Linked DNA regions of Mus musculus: regions 2 and 3 are each linked to region 1. The links are chromatin contacts, called in public Hi-C and HiChIP or PLAC-seq maps. All regions are on one chromosome and are shown on one strand. The core of a region is the stretch at or near the end of the contact, and the rest is flanking DNA. Distances in the headings are between cores, read along the strand shown.

The links. A called contact is a pair of places that touch in the nucleus more often than the background predicts. HiChIP or PLAC-seq counts read pairs in DNA pulled down with a chosen protein or histone mark.
Region 2: a Hi-C map of cerebral cortex shows a contact between it and region 1, with 2.0 times the contacts expected there. The contact joins the enhancer-like site here to the promoter of Laptm4a in region 1. A contact is called at or near these places in 1 of 39 promoter capture datasets (hippocampal neurons), 3 of 484 Hi-C or Micro-C datasets (the G1E-ER4 cell line, cerebral cortex and cortical neurons) and 5 of 115 datasets of contacts at active chromatin or transcription factors (astrocytes, bone marrow-derived macrophages, embryonic basal ganglia and 2 more).
Region 3: a contact with region 1 is called in an H3K27ac HiChIP or PLAC-seq map of microglia, with 10 times the contacts expected there. The contact joins the promoter of Ldah here to the promoter of Laptm4a in region 1. A contact is called at or near these places in 2 of 39 promoter capture datasets (the HPC-7 cell line and pre-B cells), 2 of 484 Hi-C or Micro-C datasets (CD4 T cells and CD8 T cells), 2 of 115 datasets of contacts at active chromatin or transcription factors (bone marrow-derived macrophages and microglia) and 1 of 9 other capture datasets (liver).

What each region holds. Positions count from the first base shown.
Region 1 is chr12:8,919,329-8,923,165 of GRCm38.p6, forward strand. It overlaps Laptm4a (lysosomal-associated protein transmembrane 4A), which reads left to right and starts at 1,979. Exons shown (of 7, transcript NM_008640.2): 1 at 1,979-2,966. The coding sequence starts at 2,631.
Region 2 is chr12:8,332,755-8,336,379 of GRCm38.p6, forward strand. Hs1bp3 (HCLS1 binding protein 3) reads left to right here. Exons shown (of 7, transcript NM_021429.3): 5 at 3,484-3,625. Among named protein-coding and RNA genes, the nearest start is that of Hs1bp3, 21 kb to the left of the region's middle. Within about 2 kb of position 1,672, at least 54 of the 459 cell types and tissues checked have an H3K27ac peak or open chromatin away from gene starts, as enhancers often do. A contact at or near this core is called in astrocytes and cerebral cortex, where this site is marked.
Region 3 is chr12:8,206,338-8,209,965 of GRCm38.p6, forward strand. Ldah (lipid droplet associated hydrolase) reads left to right here and starts at 1,789. Exons shown (of 7, transcript NM_001364261.1): 1 at 1,789-1,867. Gm33037 (a long non-coding RNA gene) reads right to left here and starts at 1,796. Exons shown (of 4, transcript XR_381233.4): 1 at 1,691-1,796.

The DNA.
Region 1 (3,837 bases), core at 729-3,228:
TGAAAAACTGGGCTCGTACGTCTTGATGGGAACTAGAGGCTCATAGGGAAGACAAATACAAAGATGGGAAGATTAGTTGGCCATAAGCATCAAAGATAGCCTTGAAACAAAGCAAGAACAGAAGGGCCAATGGGGTTGTGGGCATGATGAATAAGGGGGCTTGAGAAGGTAGGCTTATACAACCTATGCATGGCTGTGACAAAATATGATTGTCAGAATAAAGGGGATGAGGTGATCAATAGATTCCCAGGAGTATCAAGTAAGAAAAAGGTCAGGTATGGCAAAGCTCAACCATGAGAGGCTTTTAGGGTTATAAGGCTAGGTTTAACAGCAACAGCATGGGGAGAGGGCAGATCGAAGGGAAAAGTGAGAAAGGCAGGCACCAAGCATAAATATTTTTTTGAACAAGAAATAAGATTGTAAGTGTTGGAGAAGTAGCTCGGTACAGTTTACCTAGCATGCACAAACCCTGGATTTGTGACAGACGTAGGTAGGGGATCAGGAGACAGAAGCAAGGGGGTCAGAAACTGAAGAGCATCCTAAGCTACATAGTGAGCTGGAGGCTAGGTTGCGATCATGTCATAAAACAAAAATAGAAAGGAAAAGAGAAAGAACGGGGAAGGGAAATTGAGACTATGAATTAAAGAGGGGCTGGGAAGATAACTCAGTGGTTAAGAACACTTGAGGACCTGGGTTTGGTTCCGAGTACCAACATGGAGGCTTACAACCAGTCGTAACAACAGTTCCTGAGAATCCAACACCCTTTTCTGGCCTCCAGTGGGCACTTTACCCACTGAGCCATCTCCTTATGCCCAGTCCATGTTCTTAACAGACATATATAGTATATTTTCATTAATAAACTTCTAGCATTGTCTACTGGCTTCAATTATGGTAGGCAAAACACTCATATACATAAAACACAGTCTTCTAAAAAACCAAGTGTTTTCTGCTCTTTCAGATGCCTAGAGTTCAGTTCCCAGGACCCACATCAGGCAGCCTGCAATTTCAGCTCCAGGGGGATCTTATGTCTGCTTCTGGCTTCCTCTAGCGACTGCTACACATGTAGCGTTTTTTCACTCACACACATATTCTAGGAACCTTAAAGACCCACAAATCCTGCATCCCCCTCATTTGCTTCCTCATACACTAGGCTAGCTGGCCAGAGAGCTTGCAGGGATGTCTCCTCACTCAAGACATCTGTCTGGCTGTAACAGCTGGGTTTTACAGAAAGGTAAAGCCACAGCGTCTGGTTTTCCATGAATCCTCACGATTGCTTTGCAAGCACTTTACCCACTTACCACCTCTTCATATATACTATATTTTCATTAATAAAATTCTAGCATTGTCTACTGGCTTAAATTATGGTAAAGGCATGGATTTTGTCCTGACATCTCTTCCCTTCCTCTTTCCAAAATACTTTTGAGGTTCTTTGAAATTATTCAGTGTTTATTTGATTATGCCTATTATCCACAGCTGCACACTATGGTACAGTTTCATTCCTTCTCAAGGTAGCTACAAGCCTTGTTTGTTTGTTTGTTTGTTTTTGAGACAGGGTTTCTCTGCATAGCCCAGGCTGGCCTTGAACTCAGAAATCCACCTGCCTCTGCCTCCCAAGTGCTGGGATTAAAGGCGTGCGCCACCACAGCCCGGCTGATAGCCACAAATCTTAAAACAAATACAAAATAAATTCAGTCAAAAACTTGACTCAGTTAATGAGGATCATAAGATGTTAGAAGGAACTATAGAGTGAATATAAAGCACCCATTGTTGAAGTAAAAATGATAACTGAATCACCCAACTTATGTCAAATGGCTTTCTCTGAGAAGAGGTATGAGTCAGTGAGTCTCGTGTAACATGCTGTAGAAATGTCCAGCATCCCACAGAAAGTTGAGGCTCACTCTGGCATCAGAGCATGCAGAAAAGTGTGGCTTGTTTCTCACTTAAGACACACTCTCTCATTCTCTATTTTTTTTTTTTTTTTTTGCTTGTTTTTCTGGCCTATTTCAATGTCCTTCACAATCTTTCTCTTCAAGAAGAAAAAAAAAATCACTATTATCTGTATAAACTCAACAGCTAAGCGGTTTCTCCACTTTATCATGCTGTCATTTTCCTTAATCCCTTGGCCTTTGGCAGAGTCCAGTGGTATTTATTGGCTCCCTCTAAGTAGGCTTCAGAGAGATGGGGGAAGGACAGAAATCCAATCCTTTAGCCTACTTGCGAGCCCTCCTTTCTGGTCTGAGCCTAGAGGGCCACGCCAGAATGGTAGCCACGCCCCTTCCCGCAGGCACGCCCCGACAGGCCCAACAATAGAGCACGAATACGTCACGTGGGCCTCGCAGTGACAAAGACAACGTGGCGAAAGACAGCGCCAAAAATCTCCGTGCCCGCTGTCTGCCACCAACTCCGTCTTGTTTCACCCTTCTCCTCCTTGCGGAGCTCGTCTGGGAGACGGTGAATTACCGAGTTACCCTCAATTCCTACAGCCCCCGACAGCGAGCCCAGCCACGCGCACCGCGGTCAAACAGCGCCGGAGAGAGTTGAACTTTTGATTGGGCGTGATCTGTTTCAATCTCCACATCTTCTCCAATCAGAAGCCAGGTAGCCCGGCCTTCCGCTCTTCGTTGGTCTGTATGTGGCAGAAGGCGGAGGGAGAGATTCCGAGCCGACGTCCCGCGAGAGCGGCGCCGGGCGCCCAGAGCGCAGGCGCACAGGAGTTGGCAAGGGCCCGGGCCGAGGGCGGGCCAGAAGACGCGTCCTTTGGCTGTGGACACCGTCGTAGAGTCGTCTGGGTTGAACCGCTGGGCCGAAAGCTTTTGTCAGGGGCCTGGGCGAGAACGAGGCCCGCGAGGTTCCGGATGGTGTCCATGACTTTCAAACGGAGCCGCAGCGACCGGTTCTACAGCACCCGGTGCTGCGGCTGTTGCCATGTCCGCACCGGGACGATCATCCTGGGGACCTGGTACATGGTAAGGGCTGGCTGGCAGGGCCGCTCCACCAGGCCAGTGCGCCTGCGCGACAAGTGGGCCTGGTGGGCAGGGGGCGGGGACGTGAAAGTTGTTGGGGCGCTACTTTTCGGGGTGCTTTTAACTGTGAACTGAGGCTTTACGAGATGGGGCTCCCCAGGATTTGGGAGGGGATGGGAATAGGATCGTCATTTCGGGTTCGGGAAGTGCGCAACCCTCATCCCGCCCCACCCCCCCATCGAAACAATTATTGTCCCGCAGTTATGCAGCCAGTTCGGACGTTTTGTCCGAATCGAAAGCGAAATCCAGTTCGGGTGCCTCCTGCAGTTTTTGTTGAGGCGTTCGGTGATGTAGCCAGAGGTCTCTGTTTTGAGTCTAGACGTTAGCCAGAATTTACAGTGGGTCAGATTTTCCTCATTACACCCCCTCCCTGCCTTGTCAGGTGGGTTTTCATCCCAAGGCCGCCTTGGTTTGGAAGAGATGTTTATTGAAAGCCTGCTATGTCCTTACTGACATTTTCTGGGCTCCAGGATCTGTGTGATTCTGTCACAGCAGATGGACGGGCTTGTTGGTTCCATATTCGGCAGAAAGTCTTGTGACTTAAAAAAAAAATTAGTTCCCAGTATCTGTTCATATGAACTTATTTGTTGCGATTTCCAAACCCGTGATTTTTTAAAGATAGTTTTAAGCAATTAAACTTTGCCGAAGCTTTGAGGAACATGTTTTGCTGGCGTGACCACTTGGATGACTTTTGAAATTTCGTCGTGGGGGTGGGGGGTGAGGGTAGGAAGTGGAGTTAGTGTGCAGTTTCTGATACTTACATGAAGAGCAAAGGAGGGAGAGGCGTACCCCTGTCCTCTCTTCCTTCTCTTTA
Region 2 (3,625 bases), core at 422-2,921, 590 kb before region 1:
CTTCCTTCCTTCCTTCCTTCCTTCCTTCCTTCCTTCCTTCCTTCCTCCCTCCCTCCCTCCCTCCCTCCCTCCCTCCCTCCCTTCCTCCCTTCCTTCCTTCCTTCCTTCCTTCCTTCCTTCCAGTCAGCTAATCTGTCTTCCTTCTATCTGATGACTATCCAGCTACACAGGACAGATGCCTATCTGTCGGTCTGTCTGCCTGCCTGCCTTCTTCCTTTTAGTATTTGCTGAACACCTTTCTGCAGTTTTAGGATCAATCAGACAAGACCCTGGGGGCTTCCAGGTCCCCTGATGCCCCTTGTGTTCTCGTGGGTGATCTGAGGGATTTGAGGACAGGACCGCCAGGTAGCTGGGGCAGGGTAGTCAGTGCTGACTGAACACTGTTGTGCTGAGCATCTGCTTCAGTTCAGTGCAGCAGAAATCACAGATGTCACCAAGGAGGACAAAGATGCGTGTCAAGCTTGTGAGGGAAGCTCGCCCAGAACGGTCTAGCCTTATCTGTGTCCGTTCAGGAGGACAGACGGATGGTCTAGCCTTATCTGTGTCTGTCCTGGACGGACTGAGCAGAACTGGGGAAGTGGTTGGAACCTCCCTCACCTGGCTTCCCGCCTGTTCTCTCACGCACTGTGCTTCCTGCTGTTCTTGATCCGTAGGCGGCTTTGCTCCCCTGCCCTCTGGGCCTTTTAAGTGGGTAGCATGCGCATTGGGTCCCCAAAGAAAGTGGTTTCTGAGTGGAGGGCAAAGCTACCAGAATGGCTGAGGATCAGCCTCAAGCCCTGAAGTGACTGGCCAGGCACTGCCGATACAGGTGTAAATGGGGTTCTCTGCCAGTCACTGCTGCTGTGCCCACTGGATCCAGGGCCAGGGGCCAAGCAAAGGACATTATGATAGGTGATCAAGAGACGGACATATTGGTGATGAAACAGAGCCTACAGTTCTCATAGGGCTGGTCTAAGGGCCCCCCAACCCCAGTCGATGGTCACATTCCACAGAGCCGTGCTCACAGCTTCCATCCAGGGCCTTCTAGGCATATTGACACAGGGAGTCCAGACTCTGGTCACCCTTGCTAGGGCCATGGCCTCTGTTAGTCACCAGGACTGTTGATTCTGCCTGATAGATAAAACTACAGGGGCGCCCTCCCACAAGGAGCAGCTGAGTCCACCCTGCAGGATCTGAGAGGAGCTAGAGCCGAGGCTTTCTGAAGGGTGCGAGCTAGCGAGCTAGCGATCCTTCACCCACCCCCAGCACCACAGGCAGGCCAGAGCTCTGTTGGCACTTCACCATGGTGGCCCCTGTTGACGTGCACATACTGCAGTAGGGACACAGATGCCATCACTGTTGAACTGTGCCACTTTCACCCCAGTGGACAACACAGACAATTCTGTTCATGGGATATTGAGAGTAACAAGCAAAGTCATAAGTATTGTCCTAGTATGATCATAATTAGTTACTACCCTACTCCCAGGCCCAAAATGTCCAGCCTGCTAGGCGATCTCCACCAGACACGCTATGCCTCTGAACTGGGGTGGGAGGGGGGTGGTTCTGCAGGAATAGTCACCTCAGAGTCCCTGGCCTTGCAGCACCCAGGGACCTGGTATTTTTATCTGAGACTGGATAGTCTGTGTTACAGCTTTTGGCAATGGCCAGCCTCTGTGCAGTTTGCCACTGTGTTGCCAACATGAGCTCAGAGGTGACCTCAGCCCAGTGGAACCGGCTGCCAGGCGCTTGGGAGAATGCAATCCTGGGTTCCAGTAAAAAGGAAAAACAAAACAAAACAAAAAACTTTTGCCGTTTATAGGAATCTTAAAATGCCTAACGTGGGTGGCAGCCCCAGAGCTTGAGGTCAGCTTGTTAAAATAAAACCAAGTTTGTGATCTGGAGACAGTGTCACAAAGGCAGCCCAGATCATGTGATCCAGCAAACATGAAGCTTGCCTATCCACCTGGATCAAGAAATAAAACTGTGGCACACCCCAAGAAACCTCTCTGGTGACCCCCAGTTTCCCACCACAAGCATCTCAGGGCAGGAGCTCTTCAGTCAGGGAACAGGTGTGGCAGAGCCAAGCCCACCTGACTCCAGAGGAACTTCAGAAGGGCTACCCTACCCAGGGGGAACCACATTGTTGCTTAGAAGGGCAGCAGGTATACTACTTAGAGAAGACTGATGTTCAATGTCCGGCAAAGCAGGGCTTAGGCTTTGTGATGGTTAATATTGCCCGTCTAACAGGATCAAGGATTAACTAGAAAGCTAGCCTCTGAGCGTATCTGTGAAGGGTTTTTGGATTGGACTAATTGAGGTTGGAAACCCCTCCCTAAATATGGGCAGCACCAGGGTATGGTCTGGTGTCCTGGACTTAATAAAGGGGTAAAGCAAACCAAGCACCAACATTAACCCCCACCCTGGGGGGGCCGCCATGGTAGACAAACCGTGAACCTATGCAATCCCTGCCTTCTTGAAGTTGTTTTGTTATTGTTGTTGTTGTTGTTCATTGTTTTGTACCAGACAAAAGAGAAGTCACTAACATAGGCATCCTCCTGCTCTCCTGGACCCTATCCCTTGAACTTTGAGCCCCAGATTACATCAACCCCATGTCTAAGTGGCTGTGGGGTGCAGGCTTCTGACCCCAAGGTCTCTGTTAGGTAGCTCCACTGTCTTAGTTAGGGTTTCTTTCCATTGCTATGAAGAGACACCATGACTAAGGCAGCTCTCATAATGGACAACATTTAATTGGGACTGGCTTACAGGTTCAGAGGCTCAGTCCATTATCATCATAGTGGGAAGCATGGCAGCATCCAGGCAGGCATGGTGGTGGAAGAGTTGAGAGTTCTACATCTTGTTCCAAAGGCAAACAGGAAAAAACTGCTGTCTTCTGGGCAGCTAGGAGGAGGGCCTCAAAGCCACCCCTACAGTGACACACTTCCTCCAACAAAGCCACACCAACAAGGCTCCCTGGGTCAAGCGTATTGAAACCACCAGTCACCTTCAGAAGAAAAGCATGTTGTCGGGCCCATGGACATGTGGTGGCATGATACTCAAGAAGGTTAGCAGCTGTCTGGCCATCAGTCTGTAGTCCTGATAGCTCCTTGCTTCTCCTGCCTTTCCCAGTCCCCATCACACCTGAGCACAGTAGTGGGGGCTCATCACTTCAGTAGCGGGTGTGGGGGTCTCTTTGCTCTATGTCAGATGATAACAAAGCTCATTCCTAGCACATGGCCAACCCTGCCTCCTCCCTTCTCCCTGCTCTTGCCTGCTTGACCCCCTTGGGTCAGGAGGACCTGTCAGCTGAAGATTTGACGACTACTAAGGTTGCTTCACATGCCAAGATGGCTCTGGTTGGGCTACCCCTGACCTTCCTATGGTCCTCCGTTGAACTTCTTCTATGTTCCTTGGCATCCAGAAGGCCCAGCTGAGCTGGGGACCTGGAAATGACCAGTAGGCCCCCAGTATACTCATGAGAATCCTTACCTTGTGTTTTATCTCCAGCTCCAAGAAGCCCAAGAAACGCCCAGAAGTGGCCGTGAGGCCCAAGCCTGCACCTCGGCTCACCATCTTTGATGAGGAGGTAGACCCTGACGCGGGGCTCTTCAGCTCAGACAAGAAGGTGTCTGAGACCCGGAGACCCCTG
Region 3 (3,628 bases), core at 539-3,038, 710 kb before region 1:
CTGAAAAGGCCACACTTCCTGATGTTGTCATTCCCTATGAACCTATAGGAGCCATTTTCTTTCAAACTATATTCCACTTCCCAGGCCCCTTATTCAAAGCCATCTTCACCAGATTTCTGTCGTTAATGGTTTCCTTCACTGCCTAAGCTTGGCTGCCTTAGAACTCACTCTGTAGACCTGGCTGACTTTGAATGCAGAAATCTTCCAGCCTCTGCCTCCAGAGAGCATCCTATTCAGCTACTTATATAAGCTACAACAGTCATAGTCTGCCATGTAGCAAAGTGAACATTGTGTGCAAAAATATGACAACTTAGTAAGAACATGTATATTCCAAAAGTAGATGGCCCAGAGAAAACATGAAGAATACAGAAACTGCTGCAAGTAACCTGAGCCTAGCTCTCCTAACTAACTGTGGGAAAGTCAGTTTCTTCGCACCTCATTTTACACTGCAGTTAACAGAAATAATCTCTGGCCAACTATAAAGTCTGAATTGCTTCAGTTATTTCTGGCACAGGTTCAGTGAAATCAGAAACATAAATCACCTAGATGCTACATCGTAGATGCATATCCAAGAATTAAAAGAAATCCTGCACCAATGCATTCTGTCATGTAGTCTATGGATGAAAGAAGGATGGAACAGATACCCAGAAAGACGCCCTTGATATGTCAGTAGTCCTTTAACAGCATTACTGGCAGGAAATTTACACACATAAAACTGACACCACTTGGTACATATCCTATGGTCACCGTAACATAATCATTTACTTTTATGTATTTATATCTCCAAACTCTAGTGATCACTTGTTAATACTGACCACACTGAAATGCTAAGGGTTTAAAAATTAGTTCATGAAAAACTCTTAACACAATGAATATCTTTTTCTATATTCATTAAATGTTACCTATTGGATGTGGAAAGTAGAAGTGATAAAAAAGGGTTATGAAGATATTTATCGGTTTACATTCCACAGCTAGTTGGATGTTGGTTCAGTAGTTATGAGCACTAACTCCTTTTCCACAGGATTTAGGATTGATTCTCAGCACCCACATGGTGACCCATAGGCTTATGTGGTTCAGGTCCCAGGGAACCCAGTGCCCTCTTCCAGCGTCCATAGGCTCCAGGCTACTAATATACAAAAAGATTTTTAAGTTAAAATATAAGTGATGTTGGTACTATCACCGAGGTGCTGGATACAAGCGCAAAGCTTTTCCATGTGTGATAATTACTATGGGTTTTTTTTTTCTTTCTTTCTAAGTTCCATGCTTCTTCTGGCTATAATACTGCCATATTGGCGACAGTATTTTGGGGGACAGAAATACACTGATTGCCTACAATTGTACCAAGTGTTGAGGATACTATCTTGAAGTTTGTAGTAAGCTGGAAATAGCTCTGGAAGGTCGCATTATCCTGAATATGAAACTGAATACTATATGAAGTTGAATACTAGCACTAAGGTCAGCTGAGAGTCAACTTTCCTGTGATCATGAGTCAGGAATGAAAAGCAACTGGTGGTGGAAGAAAGGAAAAGTGGGCAGATGGGGGGGGGGGGGGGAATGAAAGAACCTCCAAAGAGAGGAAAAACTCGTTTACCAAAACGACAAAGAACAGAGAGCGGGTAAAATTCAGGTGGTATGCTAGAAACGCTCTATGTGCTGCTCCCAGCAATCTCGCTGACTATAAACCACCTACCCATCAAGCTGCCACCCAAACTCTCACACGGGAGATCCTTGCAAAGCGTTCTACGGGTCCCGACTTCCGGGACCGGCGCGGCGCGGCGCTGTGACGTCAGTACAGGCGGAACTTCCGGGTCTGGTGAGGCTTTGCCGAGACGTCGGCGGACGACCCCAATACCTTGTGAGTGGGCAGGTGAGGTGATGCTGCCAGTACTGTGTGGTTTGTCTGAGGAAGGGCACGTGGGCTGCGCATGGGGTGGTGCTAGGATAACTGAGCTGCCATCACCCCGCGTGCACAGCCGCTAGGCCGTGCGGTACGCGATGGCACTACACTCGCCCGACCTGTGGCCAGGTCGCCAGAGGCTCCCTGGGTAAGGATAAGCCAATGCGCTGGCAGCCAGCCTTCTAGAAATAAATCCAAGTCTGCGCTGGGGCTCCCCAGGCATCTGTGGTCGACACTGTCCCTCGTGGATTCTCCTGAGAAATCTGCTGACATTAAAATTACCTTTACCCTTGCATATGATGTGTTGTTTCACTGCTTTTAACTTTTTTTTTTATTTTAGTTTTACAAAATGCATGGCTTCTAATAGTATAGTATACATTTCCCCAGCTTGAGAAGCTCAGCTTCTTGAATCTGTAGATTTATGCCCTTCCCAATTTTGAGAAGTTTCCAGATACTCTTTCTTAAAACGTGTGTTTTAGCCCCACATTGCCTTCTCTGAAACTCTAGTTGCATGAATTTTAGGTCATTTGTCATTGTAGTACAAGTCCCGGGGCTACTGCTGAGTTTTTAGACTGTTTCCCACCAATTCAGGTTTGTAAATTTTGTGGATCTATCCACGTTCTCTCATCTCGTTCTTTGTTGATACTACTCTGCTGATAATCCACCCCATAAGTTTTGTTCTTTCAATTATTACTTTTAAATTCCTTGCTCTTGTTTCTTATATAATATTTATGGTAGCTTCTGACCTTTAGTGTGCTCTTACATTTTTCTGGGCTTTGCTGTCTTCTTAGAAGAATATTTTAATCAAGCTCTTTCTTACTTTGGGAAACTATTACATTCCAGGTGCCTTCAACATTTTTCTAAACTACTTTGATGAAGAAGTTGGAATGTTAGTAGGAGAGACTTTTAAGATCATCATGGGCAAAATATCAGGTCACTTTTTCTGAAACGTTGTATTGTATGCCTGTGTCATAAAGGGTCAATATGCTTATCAGTGTGTTGTGAGCTAATGCTATGTGACTAGTGAGGTGAGGTCCTAAGAGGTGAGGCAACTTTGTTCTCAACCTCAGGAGGCAGCCTACATGCACTGCAAGAACCTATTAAAATTGGCCATGTGAAAAGATTAAATATGAATTAAATATAAGATTATGTGTTCAACCTATTTTTGTTTTAGAGCATTCATTGTTAAGCTTATCAATAAAGGTACTTCCAGATGACCCCTGTCCCAGTGAACAAGTCAAAGCCAGCTGTTGAGTTTTTCTTAGCTAACTCTACTTTGGATTGTTCCAAAACTGCCTGTGCTGTACTCTATAAATTTCTAACCCACACAATCTGTGAGAATATAACATATCTTCAGGTATTAAGTTTTATGGTGGTATGTCATGTACCAAGAATAAATGAAATCCCTTGTATTTTCTAGGAACCTTTTATTTATTTTTTTTTAAAGATTTATTTATTTACTATATGTAAGTACACTGTAGCTATCTTCAGACACTCCAGAAGAGGGCATCAGATCTCATTACAGATGGTTGTGAGCCACCATGTGGTTGCTGAGATTTGAACTCAGGACCTTTGGAAGAGCAGTTGGTGCTCTTAACCGCTGAGCCATCTCTCCAGCCCCCGGAACCTTTTATTTTTTTAAACTGTAACAGCTATCAGCGCATGTTCCTTGGAAGATAATTCTAGAATTACTTACTGGTTTCCCAACTCCTTAACCTGATATTCAAGGAT